Linked DNA regions of Zea mays: region 1 is linked to region 2. Evidence: chromatin contacts called from public Hi-C data. All regions are on one chromosome and are shown on one strand. The core of a region is the stretch at or near the end of the contact, and the rest is flanking DNA. Distances in the headings are between cores, read along the strand shown. Region 1 holds the start of LOC541764 (MADS2). Region 2 holds the start of LOC100279555.

Evidence for each region. A called contact is a pair of places that touch in the nucleus more often than the background predicts.
Region 1: a contact with region 2 is called in a Hi-C map of leaf, with 6 times the contacts expected there. The contact joins the promoter of LOC541764 here to the promoter of LOC100279555 in region 2. A contact is called at or near these places in 2 of 25 Hi-C or Micro-C datasets (ear and leaf).

The regions. Positions count from the first base shown.
Region 1 is chr5:180,535,758-180,539,189 of Zm-B73-REFERENCE-NAM-5.0, reverse strand. It overlaps LOC541764 (MADS2), which reads right to left and starts at 1,982. Exons shown (of 8, transcript NM_001111456.2): 1 at 1,788-1,982; 2 at 834-912. The coding sequence starts at 1,969.
Region 2 is chr5:180,298,183-180,301,629 of Zm-B73-REFERENCE-NAM-5.0, reverse strand. It overlaps LOC100279555, which reads right to left and starts at 1,583. Exons shown (of 3, transcript NM_001351795.1): 1 at 1,240-1,583; 2 at 980-1,109; 3 at 1-448. The coding sequence starts at 1,375.

The DNA of each region.
Region 1 (3,432 bases), core at 733-3,232, 240 kb before region 2:
ACCATTTTATGCACTACTATGATGGAAATATTTTATATGTTATTGTTTCATAATTTTTTCCGTATATACATCCTACTTATTAGTTTGTAACAAAGTTGAACTGTAAAGGGTAAAACAGACAATCGCCACATACCACCAACTTTCAGAAGACAAAAATCAGTTTATTTGCCAAACAGTTTTAAAAATGATTCTGATTCTCTAGGAGAATCAGGAGGATCAGCTCCTCACGAGGATCAGGATCTAGAGCTAAAGAAGCAGGAGCTGGAGCTTTGCCAAACGGGCCCGAAATACTAAATTGCATCTATATGTGCCACTTTTGAGAGCATAAGATAACACCAAATAGAAGAGTTGAAGCAAGAAGTGAGATAACTCACACCATCGTTGAGGATGGGCGTCCGATCCCATGCATGGTTAATTATTAATCTTTATTTCATTAGTTTGTACTTTGTAATAATATCTAGCGCTGTTTAGGGATTACATATCCACGCAGCATATATAATATAATATAATATAATATAATATAATATAATATGAAAGCGTGATTGGTCGAACCGTTTTTATAATGGGCCAACTAAACAAGCAACCCGATGATATCCTCAAGTACTGAAATTATTTTTTGTTAACTAGAAAAGATCAAGCAGCTGGATAAGATAAAAAAGGTAGAACGCTTGTTGATGTGACCATATATAGTTGTGTAATTTCTTCCCATCCTTAAAACCAATAAACTTAAAGGATATATATATATATCAAAATGAAAGCAAAAAAATAGCAATCTTTTAGTTAAACAAGCAAACACTTCAGAATATAGAGAGGAAAAATTATCTAGAGCAAACCTTAAGCTCCGAGTTGGGATTTGCGACGACTTGCTGCTCTTCCTTGGCCTTGCCGTACCGATCTATAACTGATTTCATGCTGCACACAGCACAAACGTCAGTTTATCCAAAAAAAAACTATTACTATGCTATTCGTTGTAAAATATTTAAGTTTATAGCTATCTAAAAAAGCTAAAATCTTAATTACAGAATTAGATCTAGTCTCTCTCTCTCGATCTCGATCTCGATCTCAATCTCTAGGGGAAAAACTCTTCTGATGGCACTAACTACCAGCCCCTGTTGATAAAACCCCATACATATATACATATATCTTACATTACAAAAGCATATGCGTTTCCTACTGCAATGACATGCTGTGTCGAGTTGATCACATGAAACAATATGACAAAGCTAATTAAATTTAGTTTTGCATATGTTCCCTACTATATGCCACTCAATATATGGCACACAATGCAAGGGATGAGTATAAATTCCGATGATACATAGGGAATTTTTTGGAGAGGAATAATAGTTCAAATAGACCAAACAACAAGGAAGAAGAGGGGCAAAAACACAAATACTAACCGTACCAAAGATTGTATTTTATTGTTAGACCGCACACACAGACCTTGCTTTGCCCCGTCAAAGAAACCAGGAGTGTTGCTAGCTGTGCGCTATGTACAGTCAATATTCGACAATCGACAGGTAAATTAAAATCTTTTGTCTACCTTAGGACTTGTGTATACATGGTGTATAGGTCCATAATCACTCGCCAGTCCATGTATATGAGACAGGAGGTAGTGTGTAGTTTCAAATCATAAATTGCAATCGATAACCCAAACTAATTAAAGCAAGAAGCCAAGAACAACTCTATTATTATATATAGTATATCGCTTCAACAGGAGCAAGAAAACAGTTGTCATTATTGAAGTATTAAATTAAAGAAGGGACGGATAATAATCGAAGGGCGACGACCTGGTGCTAGAGTACTCGTAGAGGCGGCCGGTGCTGGAGAAGATGACGAGGCCGACCTCCGCATCGCAGAGGATGGCGAGCTCCTTGGCCTTCTTGAAGATCCCGTTCCGGCGCTTGGAGAAGGTCACCTGCCGGCTCGTGGAGTTATCGATCCTGCGGATCACGATCTTTCCCCTCCCCATCGATCTCCGGCCTATAGCTAGCTAGCTCTCTTCTTGACCCTGGCTCGCGCTTGCACGCTATGGAGCGAGAGGTTGTGGTTGTGGCCCTCCGATCGGAAGCAAGGACCGACGACGACGATGGCGGGATCTATCTTTCTCCGCGCGCGCCGCCGAACGTGCCAAAGAAGGTAAGGAGGAGGAGATCTGGTGGGAGCTCTCGAAGAAGAAAGCTCAAAGGCAGCAGGTTTCCCAAGGGAGGAGGAAGAGGAAGAGGAGGAGGAGGGAGAGAGAGGAAGAAGCTAGCCGAGAGGGGAATGATGCTTCTATGTGTGCGTTTGTGGGAAGAACGATGGCTTTTCTTGGCGCAGGGCGGATGCAACTTGCGAGCAGACTTTCCCCTATCTGCTACTTGCTTTATTTAGCAAGGAAAGGGAGGGCAGGAGGCCAGACGCGCGCGCGCGCACGGCGACACCCGATTGGCTACCCCATGCATCTCAGGGCTTTGTTTATTGGCCGCTGCTCATTACCCCTAAATGGCCGTGCTAATGATAGCCCAGAAGAGAAAGAAAATAAAAATCGTCGCAGCTAGTATATAGTAGCCACGAAACTAAAGGCGAGCACTCTGAGCACGAGGGCGCTCTTTTCTATTGTGTGTGCTTGTCTCCGTCAGGGCGTAGCTGCTGCTAGTACACCTAATTATGACTAAAGAAGTAGTACCAGTAAATAAATAAACTACACCTAATTTTATGTCTTGTATAGTAGTATTGTTTTCACTATATAAGAATAAGAACACACAAGAGAGACAAACGGTGGCCACATGCATGCTGTAGTGCTGCGCGCACAGAAGATCTCAAACGATTAGTTTGGTCTAGCGTGCTTAGCAAAGTCTATTGAAAGTACAGCTAAACAATTGCGGGCGACGGCGAAGATAATATTGTGTTGCTGTGTGGCCTAGAGATGGGAGAGAGGTGCTCCTCGTGGTGTCCCCGGCCCGCCGCCTGCCGGACGGTTAGCCGACGCGTGGAGGCTCCGACTCGATCGCAATGGTATGCATATCGTGCATGTCTGCTGGCCGGTTTTGCATGCATGTATGTATGCAGTAGTTATGTCATGCATGTTGCCACTGCTGGAAACGAGCGCTTTGCCGAGTGTCCGAAGCACTCGGCAAAGCCATAAAAACATTCGGCAAAGGTTTTGCCGAGTGTCGCACTCGACAAAGAAGGCTCGGCAAACAGTGCATCGGTAAATCTTTCTTTGCCGAGTACTTTTTCTCGGGCACTCGGCAAAGAGGTTTGCCAAGTGCCAGTGAGCACTCGGCAAAGAAAAGTGACCGTTACGGGAACGGGGTGACGGAGATGGCTTCTTTGCCGAGTGTCAAGGATGACACTCGGCAAAGGAGTTAACTTTGCCGAGTGTCTGCCCAGTAGCACTCGGCAAAGATTCAATCTTTGCCGAGTGCCCCTGGGACACTCGACAAATAGCCC
Region 2 (3,447 bases), core at 334-2,833:
CTGTTGCTGCTCCGCCCCGAACGCCTCTGCGTAAGCGCGTGGCGTCAGGGCGTGGGTGTCGTGCGCCGCACTGGCGAACAGCACGCTCTCGGAGAAGCTCAGAGTCGATGTCGGCGACTCGAGCCCGCTAAACGCGGGGCCCGGCCCGGGCCCTGGCGGCGGCGGCGGCGAGGAAAGGGCACGCAGCCTGGCCTCGCGCGCCAGACGCGCCTCGGCCTCGAGGCGCGCGCTCTCCCACTGCGCCGTGTGGCTGAGGTGCGCGGCGGCCCTGTAGCGCGCTCCAGAGTTGTTGCCGGCGCCAGAGGAGCCTCCCACGACGTCGGCGCGGGCCTTGTGCGTGACGGGGTCGATGCCCATCTTGGCGAGCCGCTTCTTGAGGTGCGTGTTCCAGTAGTTCTTGATCTCGTTGTCCGTGCGCTTGGGCAGGTGCGTCGCGATCGACGACCACCTGCGGGTTGCGCGAGGGCATGTCATTGTCAGTCATTTTTTTTTCACCTCTGATGAAGCAAGCAATGTTACTAGTAACTCGAACAGTAAAGAAGGTTTGGCGTAATGGTTAGAGGCGTGTAGGGGGGGTGCATTGAAGGAGCTCGTGGTGGAGTAGGACGGACAGCAATGATGGGGGCGTGGCGAGGTCAACATGGCATGGCCAGGGCGACAAGCGGGCGGTGACGATGGTCCAACGCCCTGACATGGATGGCGAGGCACAGCGAGGCAAGCGGGCTCGCGCCAACATTAATGACAAACGTGACAAGACCAATAAACTGGCCCCGTGCGATGCGAGTACTCTACTCTTTTTGCCACACCTCAGTTTCACCCATGCACGTTGTTACAGACAAGATGTATAGTACTCCTTTTGCCACGCCGGCCTCAGTTTCACTCACGACATTCCTGCCGACGCGAGCACGAGGCACACGCGAGCTGTGCTGTGTCATGCATGGCAAAGCGAAACAAGTGCATGATGATGAAGAATGATCACCTGTTGCCGAGGAGAGCGTGGAGCTGGATGATGGTCTGCTCCTCCTGCAGCGTGAACTTGCCCCGCTTGATGTCCGGCCGCAGGTAGTTGGTCCACCGGAGCCGGCAGCTCTTGCCGCACCGCCGCAGACCTGCAGAGAGACGCACACGCATAGATGAGCATTATATTCTGCTGGATGGCAAATATAATAAAACGAATGGAATGCGAAGAAAACGTGAGGTCGATGGATATATCGTCGAGCTCCGTCGTCGGATCCTCACCGGCCTTGGCCGGCAGCGAGCGCCAGCAGCCGTGTCCGTGCTGCTCGATGAAGGCCAGCAGTTTCTGGTCCTCCTCGGACGTCCACGGCCCCTTCTTCAGCCCGGCCTCCTTCTCGCAGCACGGCGACCGCCCCATCGCAGCGCCGCGCGCGGCGACCACAGGAGCGAGAAGGACGGCAGGGACACGCAGCTCGCCCAGAGGTAGACGATAGCTCCTCTCCAGTCAGTCGATCTAGCTAGTGACAAGGGAATGAAGTGACCTGGTCGGTGTCGCTAGCTAGCGGCATAAATAGAGCGGGGGCCGGGGCGTGCCGCGTGCGCGGTGCCCTAGCTACTAGCTGGGGCCTGGGCGACTTCCCGTACGTGCGTGCAGCCGAGACCGAGAGTACCCCAGTAGTAGTACTGACTGAGTGACTGACCAGTGCGGCAGTGCGCCAGCGCCGGCCGGGTTGGCGAGAATCTTCCTGGCTTTCCGTGCGGCCACGGCCAAGGGTGGCCCAGACGTCAGGCGGCGCACCCCGCTTTTCCCGTCCCCCCCTCGTCATGCGCGCTGCACGTGCGCCACCGTTGGGCCGCCGGGCGGCCGACCGAGGCCCGGGTGCCAGCAAACGAACCAAAGGTACGTGGTGGTACGTCTCCGGCAGATAGATGGCGACAGCGGTTGGTGCGCGGCTGGCCGGCCGGCTTGGTTCGCCGCGGGCTACGGGAGAGCGCGGCGGCTACCCAGCAGGGTCGCCGTCGTCGTACTCGTACAGATGGATAGTGACGGCGCGCCGGCCGAGCTGCGTGTTCATGCATGCGCTTAAACTCCCATGGCTCTCGCCCGTGCCGCATTCTCCGGTCGTCGTCTCCTGGCCGCGTCGGGCGCCGTGCTGCTGCTGCTGCCTAGCTTAGTAGCAGGTTTTTTAAATTTTCCTGGCGGTACGAATCCGGATGTTTGACTGCATCTGGCGCGAGCTCATCTTGAGTGGCTGCCGGAGCATCCACAGCTGAGAATTGAGATGCATGTTGGTCTGGGGCAGTTTACTGTGCCTGGCAGTGGCAGTGGCAGGCGGCAGCGTCCTGCTCCTGCTCCGCTCTTCATCTGGCCCTACACTGTTCCGGGCGCGCGGGAGTTATGGTGAAGCCGATTGCCGCTTGCAGGTGAAAAGGACGCGCGCCGTGTCGCTGCGCAATTGATCTGACCCTCTCGGCATTTTCAGCAACTCGTTCCGCTCTGCTCCTCGGTTTCTGATGAAGAGATGAGGGGAAGGATGCCTTTCCCTGCTCTCTGAATCCTGAAAGCACAACTGTCTGAGCAGCGTTCTTTTCCTCTGTTGTTATATATGGAAAAAACAAAGAAAGGCAAAAAGAAGAAAAAAAACTCTGAGGTCAGAACTTTGCAGATGGAGTAGGACTGTAGGAGGCCTCTGTGAAAACTATGCCCAGTTACAATACAACGCATACAGTGGAGCCATGGTAGGAACAGTGGATCAGTTAGGCCATTAATTGTGCGGTTTCCATGGCAAATTGCCACAGGACCACCACCCTGTCCCTGTGGAGTGTAAACAGATCTGTCCGGAAGCCCATGTGCATTCCTACTCCTACCCAAGGAATTACCGACCGGTCTCAGTTTCGTTTCTGGGTTTTCGACGGTCGTCAGCGTGGAAGACATGCACATACCCAAAAAGAATTGCCATCTCTAGTCTAGTCTATCCCCTCAGAATTCTACTCAGCGGACATCTAAACCTTTGCTTGTACATATGAAAGCAGAAATAACGAAGATTAGTAGTAGAAGTTCTGTTCCGAAATCCCATGCATGCATGCGTAACAGACTAGCTGTCAGCGTGATCATAAACCCATGAGCGACCTAGCCGCCGATGGCGACGCGACGGTCAGCGTCACGCCGCCTGAGCCCAGGGGACGTGACCTGCCACCCGATCAGGAGGCGGCGCTCCTCGGATGCCCGTAGGCGCTCTGCACCCCGCACGCTGCTCAACAGTCCAAGATTTATTAAAGTGCTCATGTGAAATGTCAGCGAGAGAGAGAGAAGAGATCACCCACGCTAGTTCTCGACAAGAACAACAACAACCAAAAAAAAAAACACACCCAGCAAGAATACTGATTGACTGGTTTAAGTTACTGCTGTGCTGGCTAGCACTACCATGATCGGGTACCTCTCCTGTTTCACGCACCAAGAATGAGCACCAACCTAACAGTCCGGTACGG